Regions from separate parts of the Pan troglodytes genome. Here region 1 is linked to region 2. A link is a contact called in public capture Hi-C data. All regions are on one chromosome and are shown on one strand. The core of a region is the stretch at or near the end of the contact, and the rest is flanking DNA. Distances in the headings are between cores, read along the strand shown. Region 1 overlaps TRAK1 (trafficking kinesin protein 1). Region 2 overlaps ULK4 (unc-51 like kinase 4).

What was found. Capture Hi-C pulls out chosen DNA fragments and counts their contacts.
Region 1: a contact with region 2 is called in a capture Hi-C map of stem cell-derived neural stem cells, with 5 times the contacts expected there. The contact joins two enhancer-like sites. A contact is called at or near these places in 4 of 7 Hi-C or Micro-C datasets (blood, induced pluripotent stem cells and stem cell-derived neural progenitor cells) and 1 of 1 other capture datasets (stem cell-derived neural stem cells).

What each region holds. Positions count from the first base shown.
Region 1 is chr2:46,237,918-46,242,557 of NHGRI_mPanTro3-v2.0_pri, reverse strand. TRAK1 (trafficking kinesin protein 1) reads right to left here. Exons shown (of 17, transcript XM_054680574.2): 17 at 158-2,991. The coding sequence ends at 2,196. It also overlaps the pseudogene LOC112208704. Among named protein-coding and RNA genes, the nearest start is that of CCK, 43 kb to the left of the region's middle. Within about 2 kb of position 2,832, at least 1 of the 24 cell types and tissues checked has an H3K27ac peak or open chromatin away from gene starts, as enhancers often do. A contact at or near this core is called in stem cell-derived neural stem cells, where this site is marked.
Region 2 is chr2:45,909,216-45,913,905 of NHGRI_mPanTro3-v2.0_pri, reverse strand. It overlaps ULK4 (unc-51 like kinase 4), which reads left to right. Exons shown (of 38, transcript XR_010155167.1): 13 at 2,840-2,944. It also overlaps the pseudogene LOC112208815. Among named protein-coding and RNA genes, the nearest start is that of ULK4, 63 kb to the left of the region's middle. Within about 2 kb of position 3,360, at least 4 of the 24 cell types and tissues checked have an H3K27ac peak or open chromatin away from gene starts, as enhancers often do. A contact at or near this core is called in stem cell-derived neural stem cells, where this site is marked.

The DNA of each region.
Region 1 (4,640 bases), core at 1,583-4,082, 330 kb before region 2:
GGTATGATATCATGTTGAAAGAAAGAAGGCATATAACAGTATGTGAAGTATATGCCTTTCATTTAATTTTGCAAAGAGCTAAACACTTTGAAGTCTTACATAAAGAGATCGTCTCCTTGATGAAAAGATAAAAACAAAATACAAATCAGAATACCAGTGTGGTTTCCATCATTTAACTTATTTTATTGATACTCATTAGTGAATAAAATTGTGTTGATTTTTGATGCATTACAACACACTTTTTGGTAGTGGTTGCACAATGTTGACCGTTTATTTATTTACTACACTAAATATTGCAACCTCTGAACTGCCAATTTTTACATGGTATTTCTGGCAATGATGAGTGGCTTCTCTCTCTGAATACATAAAATGGTCCATTCAGTCCATGGTTTTCATATTCCTTTGTTATTGTATCTACTGCTTTAAAATACATTCAAATAAAAAGATATAAGTTACTTGCAGTGAATGCACACATACAACAGCAAGGAGAGCTGAGAACATAATTAACCAATACTCTTGTGTTCAGAGAATAAATAGTCTGAAACCGTGGGACTGAGGCTTGTTCCTTAGGGGCTTTCTCAAAGTATCCTTGGTGGACATAAGGTTACCCTCACTCAATGGAAGGACACATCTTCTGCTGCTGGGGAGGACACAGAATGACAGTTTCATTTATATGGGATGTTTTCCTTCCATAAATGTCTGGAACGTGGTGTCACGGGACACCATAATGTACAGTGCAGCCCTCAAATTAGAATAAATAAGTCACATGGTTGGACTGGAATGCCACAGACACACTATGACTGGAACTGGAAGGAACAAGAATGTGTATTTAAAATACGGCAGACATAAATAATAAATAAAAGTTTAAAACTTAATCGGCGACAGCAACAGGACCAGCCTCCCTTGTTGCATTCATGATTCTTTTCACAAGCACCTGGATCTTTTCCTAAGGATAAAAAGTGGCACAAGGAGACAAAAGGCTTTGGAGGGAAAGAAAATACCTTGTTGTGACCATGTGCTGTTCTGAAACAAGAAGGAAAAGCATGTGGGCATTGAATGGCTGCAATCAAAGACCGCACGGTGACAGCACCCTGGCCAGCCTCGGGTTTCAGAAAAAGCGCTGGAGCCAGCGGAATACCAAAGCCTTGTTTCCCCCTGGAACCGGTTTGGTATTATGCCTGGTTGTGGTTCTTCCCCTCTACGTTTGGTGTTGACACATTTCTTTAATAAGCTTTTTCTCTATCCTTTTTCCTTTCAGTCCTATTGTTAAAGGTGTCTTGGGTCCGGTCTTAAATCAATTTGGTTGTGACTCTGGGTCCCAGAAAAAAGCTGCTATCTCATTAGCGGCTTGGTGTGTTCGAAATTCATATTTGAACCACATAGAAAACATACACTACCAGTACCATTACTTCCCTGCATATATATGTTAAAAAAAAGGAAAAATAAAACAAATCACACAGAACACAGAGGGGCTGCTGAACAACGCAGCATGAGTGTAAATACATTCTCTTTCGGGTCAGACATTTGGCCTGACAGCTGATTACAAAATACAGGATGACTTCAAGGGGAAGGCATGAAAACAAAAGGTCACACCTCAAAAAAGAAACGACTGTCCACTGAGGCAGAGCAGTGAAGGTCTTGAAGAAGCTGGGCCACCCATAAAAGAAAAGCCCTCCAATCAGGAAAGCCACGTCAGCTGCACGTGGCTGAGGATGGAGGCTCCTTACGCTCCTACAGGGTGGGCGAGGTGAGGTGTCCGATGACACCCAGATGTGTTACGACCCGTGCCGCGTGACAGCTCGTGGTGTGCCAGCCACGGAATTCACTGGTTTCCTATCCATGGGATAAGAACACACTTGGGAGTTTCAGTGCTTCTCAAAAGGAAAGAAGAAAGGACCCCACCTTCCCCCGGGTTAGCACAGGTGACGTCCTCGTGAGAGTGATGACAGTGCAGGGGCACTTCCTGTGGGATCGGAAGAAAGAGCAGGGCGGACACGAGGTCTCCAAGTCCTATGTACACATTTTACAAAGTTTCCACACTTCCTCCATTAGGCACGAGGTTGATTTGTCTAGCTTAGGAGAGGGTGGACAGAGAAGGGCAGAGGGAGGGAGTGCACTGTGGGGGGAAGAGAGGGAGGTGGGAGCAAGAGAGGAGAACGTGGGTCTCCTCTAGGGCAACCGGCCCCCCTCCAGTCTCACCGTAAGCTAGTTTGTTTGGAGAGCTTAGCACCCATCAAGATGCCCGAGGTGAGAGTCACGGGAGCTTTCATCTGCATGCTAGATCCCACCATGGTGGGGAAGCTGCGATTCCGCCGGATGCCACTATTGAGCTGCAGCCCACCGATGGCACTGGTGACAGTGGGGCATCCGAGGGGCAGGCCCTCAGGTACCAGGCCTCTGGGGACAAGGGCTGGTGCTGGCCCCGGGGGCCCACAGAGGAGGGGTCCCTGCTCCTCAGTCAAGGTGGGGACATGGGCTCGCCCTGAGTTCACCACTTTGGCCACCCCAAACCTCCTGACTTTGTCCACGAGGTTGAGGTTGGAGACGGACACGTCGGTCTGGCTCTCGCTGCTGCGGACGTTCTTTTCTCTCACTTCCCTCAGGATGGAGCTGGCTGGCTTGGAAGCCAGGAAATTGTCGTAGGGAGGGCTCGTGCACTTGAACTCAAAGGAGGGTGGGGAGGATGTGGGTGTCTGCATAGGCGAGTTCGGCGGAGTAGAGGGGATCACAGCCATCTTGGGTGTGTAGGAGTGCAGGAGGGAGCCCCGGCCGGCCCTGTCCCAGCTCTGGGGGTCGTACACGGCAGCAGAAATGCCCCGCTCCTTCAACAGCCACACGAGCCCCAGGGATGTGCTCATGGTGGTCGTGGACTCACGGGTGTTAGTGAAGGACTCAGCCAGGCTCAGTCTCCGTGGAGTGCATGGTGTGGCCACCGGCGTGGATTTCAAGTGGCTGGTGCTGCCACAAGCTGGAGTTGGGGCTGAGTTAAGGCTGAAAGAAGAGATGACAGGTTATTCACCAGAAATGCCCACGAGCTCCATAGAAAGGGTCAGTGGCCAGTTTCCTGCAGGGGGGGTAGGGACGACCCAGGACACAATGAGAGGGTTCCACCAGCTGAGGCCCCCAAAGGCTCTGTCCACGTCTGCTCCTCCCTCTCACCCTTCAAGGGAAGCACGGTTTAAGTTAACAGGAAGCTGCACATGATCCCCTTTGCTCATCCCTGGTTGGTGGGTATAGTTGTCCCCTTTGCAGATGAAGAAACAGGCTCAGAGCTAAGGGTTTACTTGGTGTCACATCTGGCTGTTAAGTGGACAACCCAAGTTGAGGGACTCTAAATCTGTTAGAGAACAGGAAAGGAAGCCCTTTGGCAAAGAGGCACTCTTTCTCCACCAAATTTACCCAGATTCCAGCGTTCCTTCTTAGTACCTACTTCTCCCTGAAGCAAGACGTGAACCAGGACTCTGGGAGATGAGATACTCCTTATCTTAGGAAGGGTAAGGATGGCCACAGTGCATGGACTGAGGCCAGGCTGTGCCCATCCAGTCAGTTGTGGCCGTGAGCTCCTGAATCCTGGGTGCAGAGCCCTTTCCTCTGCACCGTGCTGCCCTTAACCCTCTTTATATCCTTGCCCAAATCCATTCTAACCAGTGGAGTTAGAGGGTCGCGGGGAGACATGTCACATATGAAAAGATCTACATCAACAGCGCTACCCAGGGAAAGGCCCACTGAAATGTGTGGGGCCTGAGTTACCGAAGGAAAGCAGAAAGATTTGTTCATTCACTCGTGTTGTGCTCACTAGGGACTTGCTAGGTTCCAGCAGTTGGGATCCAGTCGTGGAGTCCATTAGGACAGAAAAGTTTCCAGAAGGGCAGCAGAGGGGAATGCATTGCTGTCTGCTTAAAAAGCAGGAAAGGTTCTTTTTTTTTTTTTTATAATTGCAATTACTTTTGCACCAACCTAATAATTCAGTATCCCTAAAAACTGTCAAAAATTGCCAATGCCGCCTCTATCTCAAGTCGTCACGGTGGGGTATTGGGGAAAATTTTCAACTAGTAATAAACCTCATTGGCTATGATACTGCCACTGTGCAAAGCTTGGAAAGGTTCTCTTTTAACAGCTGCTACAGGGATCCAGGGGAGGCCAAACAGGCATGGAAGCCCTATACTGCTTCTCAATGAGCAACCAAGGGGCAAAGATGCACAGCCCTCCTAACAGTCTCGTGGGACATGCCCTGGTGCCGGCTCCAGGATTTTGCTGGGGCTGCCAGTGTGCGTTGGAGCAGGTCAGCTGCGTGGTCCCTAGGAGCTGGGGATGGAGACTTCTCTCCCCAGTCTGGCAGAAGGAAGTCCATGTACTCTGAGAAAGGCACCAAAGGAGGGAATGGGAAGAAAAAGGGCCCATTCTGGAGCAGGTCTTTGCAATGACCAGAGAAGGGGCCCCCTCCCTCGTGGGAAACACGAGGTTCAAAGCAACGTACAAGCTAGGGGAACCAACTGGCCCCACACTCAGGTGACCTCAGCCCTGGGAGGTCAGCACAGGGTGGGGATCCCAGAACAGGCCCATCTCACACAAGCTCAGGGGTGGGGATGCTGGTGGGCTGGGGGACTCGGAAAAGCATGATTAGAAACCACAACAAATTC
Region 2 (4,690 bases), core at 2,111-4,610:
CCTGTAGGAAATTAATTTTTGCATACAATTTTTTAATTGGTCCACCTTACTAATCTTACATTTTTTTTTTTTTTTCTTTGAGACAGAGTCTCGCTCTATTTGCCCAGACTGGAGTGCAGCGGTGTGATCTTGGCTCATTGCAGCCTCTGCCTCCCAGGTTCAAGTGATTCTCCTGCCTCAGCCTCTTGAGTAGCTGGGACCACAGGCACCCGCCACCACACCCAGCTAATTTTTGTATTTTTAGGACAGATGGGGTTTCACCATTTTGGCCAGATTGGTCTCGAATTCCTGGCCACAGGTGATCCGCCCACCTGGACCTCCCAAAGTGCTGGGATTGCAGGTGTGAGCCACCATGCCTGGCCTAATTCTTACCTTATTTCTAAGAGTTTTCCCATTGATTAATTTTGGCTTTTTGGATGTTCAGTTATATTATCTATACGTGAAGATAATTTGGCCACCTCTTTCAAATATTGTTGTCTTACTTTACGGACCAATATAATTTACTAGCAGTTCCTCCTCAGTGTTAAATCAGCAGGGATATCCAGCCCTTTGCTCTATCATTGACTTCTTTTCTTTCCTTCTGCCCCCTTCCTCACTCAAGACACCATCCTTTCCATCCAGGCTTTGCAGTAACCTGCTAACTGGTCCCCTCAGTTCTCCATTGCTCCCCTCCATCCATTCTCCACTGAAGCAAGTATGATGTATATATTTAAATGTCTTCATTAACTATCACTGTCTTCTCTCAAGCAGTGCCAGGCATTGTTTTAAGTGCTTTGTGTTTATTCTTCACAAACCTGAAAGCTTGTTTGTTTTAATCTTTGTTATAGATGAAGAAAACAAAGCTTTTTTTATCTTCCCTAAGAGCACATAATTAACAAGCAGCAATGTTAAGTTTGCCCCTGTCTTTTTGCCTTTAAAGTCCATCTTTTTTTTTGGCAATGTGAGTTTACCCCTGTCTTTTTACCATGAAAGTCCATCTTTTTTTTTCTTTAATTGAAAGTCCATGTTCTTAAACTTAGATTTTCTTGTTTTAAACAAACTTCCTCTTCATTCTTTGTGGGCCTTTTTTTTTTTTTTTTTCTTTTTTTTTTTGGTGGAGTCTCGCTTTGTCACCTAGGCTGGTGTGCGATGGCGCAATCTCGGCTCACTGCAACCTCCGCCTCCCAGGTTCAAGCGATTCTCCTGCCTCAGCCCCCTAAGTAGCTGGGATTACAGGCGCCTGCCACCATGCCTGGCTAGTTTTTGTATTTTTAGTAGAGATAGTGTTTCACCATGTTGGTCAGGCTGGTCTCGAACTCCTGACCTCGTGATGTGCCCACCTCGGCCTACCAAAGTGCTGGGATTACAGGCCTAAGCCACTGCACCCAGCCTCTTTTTGTGTTTTCTTGTCTTTTGTCTGAGTTGCATGGGGCAGCTTGGGTTTCCAGGAACTTTCTTAGCTAACTCCTCTGTTCCTTTATCCATGCCCCTTCCTCACTCAGTTTTGGGTAATATATTTTCCTTATTCCTTACTTCACTGATTTACTTTTCTATTTTATTTAGTTTGCTAGTTGTTGTTTCTTCTAAGGTTCTTAAGCATAAATTCTCTCTCTCTTTTTTTTTTCCCTGTTGGGAAATACTGAGGCATAGCACTAGGAATACAAATTATGTTTAAATAGAGCACAAAGAACCATCTCAAAGGAATAACTGATGGTGAATATCTGCTGATTCATTTCATTATGTATCAACTCTAACTAGGCTTAATAAATAATTGAGGTTTAATACTTAGGTAGCATGTCTGTATTTAAGTCTGAAAATTTTTTTTATGTTACAGCTTCAATTTCACATTGAATATTCTGTAAAGCAGAAATAAATTGATTAACATTCTGTGAATGAAAAATAAAGCCGTTGGTCAGGCGCGTGGCTCACGCCTATAATCCCAGCACTTTGGGAGGCCAAGGTGGGTGGATCACCTGAGACCAGGAGTTTGAGACCAGCCTGGCCAACATGATGAAACCCCGATTCTACTAAAAATGCAGAAATTAGCAGTGCATGGTGGCATACACCAGTAATTCCACTACTTGGGAGGCTGAAGCAGGAGAATTGCTTCAACCCGGGAGGCAGAGGTTGCGGTGAGCCGAGATTGTGCCACTGCATTCCAGCCTGTGTGATGGAGTGAGACTCTATCTCAAAAAAAAAAAAAAAAAAAAGGCTGGGCGTGGTGGCTCACGCCTGTAATCCCAGCACTTTGGGAGGCCGAGGCGGGTGGATCATGAGGTCAGGAGATCGAGACCATCCTGGCTAACACGGTGAAACCCTGTTTCTACTAAAAGTACAAAAAAATTAGCCAGGCACAGTGGCAGGCGCCTGTAGTCCCAGCTACTTGGGAGGCTGAGGCAGGAGAATGGCGTGAACCCGGGAGGCAGAGCTTGTAGTAAGCCGAGATCACGCCACTGTACTCCAGCCTGGGGGACAGAGCGAGACTCCGCCTCAAAAAAAAAAAAAAAAAAAAAAAAGGAAGCCATGCTGTTATGGAAAAACCAATTTGCCTCATCACAGTTTAGAACATTGAATTGTAAAGATATTTTTTCTAGTCCTAGCCAGACTTAGTGGTAACATGAGCAATTCAGTTACTTTCTCAGAGTTTTATATTTTTATCTGTAAAATGGGAATGATGGTGCCTACAGTTTAGGATTTTTGTGAAAATCAAATGAGACTGCAACCATCTTGAATAGCAGTTGAAGTACATTGATATAGGTGATATTTTACAGTGGTGTCTTCCTCAGCATCTTACTGGTTCAGTGTTTTAAAGATCTACATTAGTCGCAGAAACAAAGTCTAATTTTTGTTCTCATTTCAGATTACAAGTGGACACCTGAGTCAGCAGGACCTGGAATCCCAGATGAGAGAGCTTATCTACATGGACTCAGATCTTGTTGTCACCCCCATTATCGACAATCCAAAGGTGCAGAAAGACACTCTAACAACTGAGTTGTAGACTTTACTGAGATCTGAAATCTGCATGAGATTTTCATTCAGAATATTATTTACTGTATAATCTTTCCTGTTTCTCTTGTCTGCTTCTGTGTCATTTGTGCTGCATGTCTGCATTTGCAGCTCCCCCTCTGTCTGCAACCCTTTCCTCTGCCTTCACTTCCACTTCACTGGAGTTCTAAGTTTTCTCCCCTCTGTTTTGAATGAGTCAGCTCTGCTGCCTCTCACTACTGCTTTCTTCCACATGCCATGGAGGGGTTGCCAGCCTCTTGACCTCAGACCTTAGCTCTCAGTCCTTTTGTTTCTCCGTATGCACTAATGTGAATCACTCTAAATATTCTAGTCTCTGATGTATTTCGAAGGCAGAAGCAGTCAGAGGGCACTGCTTACCAGGCTGGGCTGGGCAGGCAGATCACACAGAAGCCCTACCCTCTCACAGGTTGTTAAGACTGCAGGGGAGACGATGGGGAGACATTCTGGGAGCTTGCGAAGTCGTAGTTCACAATGTACTTCTAAACCAGTGTGAGTTTTTTTGCTTCTTGTCTTTTGGAATATAATACTTTCTTGCTAGGGGATAATGAGTATCTACTTTAAAAAACAAATTCATTTCTAAGTCCCTCTGTTTTGTCTTGACTTCCAGCTCCCCAACATACTCACATTCCACTACTTTTTCTCTATTTTAATTTTCCTGCTTCTTTTTCTTATTTTTAAATGTCTTTTTCTGTATTAATTCGTGACTCTTTCTTCTTATCTCATTGGGAACATTACTGTGGTTTAGACCATGAAGGTTCTTGAATTCATATTTATTTTCTAGATAGACAGCATTTCATATAGATTATTTAGCTATTTTTCATAATGGAGCTACTTCTTTTTGTGAGTTCATATGTCTGGCAGAGTAACTTTATTATGCTAAGTTTGATGAGCATTGGGGCATTTTCAACGTGGGCTTTCTAGAACAATTTGTGTTATCTTTACCAGGGGTGTCCAATCTTTTGGCTTCCCTGGGCCACATTGGAAGAAGAATTGTCTTGGGGCACACATAAAATACACTAACGATAGCTGATGAACTAAAAAAACAAAAAAAATTGCAAAAAAAATCTTACAATGTTTTAAGAAGGTTTACAAATTTGTGTTGGGCCACTTTCAAAGCCGTCTTGGGCTGCATGCAGCCCATGGGCTACGGGTTGGACAGGCTTGCTTTAGACGATATTCTGTGTTTCTTTTTTTCCCTCTTATAACCATATTTGATAGTTTCTGGGAAGCCTTAATCAGTAGAAATTTTTGTGTTTAACTTTTAATTTTTAACTACTTTTAGTCTTAGAGAAAAGTTTCAAAAATAATTGAGAGTTCCTGTATACCTTTTGCCCAGCTGCTCTTAATGTTCACATCTTATAGGTCTGTAGTATAGTTAGCAAAACCTGGGAATTAAAATTGGTATAGTGTTAGTCAGGCAGGATAATCCCTATCTGTTCCTCCTTTTGGAGGGCAGTAGAATGTGGTAATTGGAGTGGCATAATACTTGATTAATAATTGTGCACTTTCCAATTCATGCTATTATGGCTTCCTGGAGTGGTGTCTTCTCTGATATAACCATTAACCATCCTTCAAGACCTCAACCCACCATCTACCTCTCTGTAAACCCAGTCCTAACTATATCAACTAAAGTGCTTGCTGTATGCTCTAAACTACTATTTACAAAAAAATTCTTTCTGTCCAG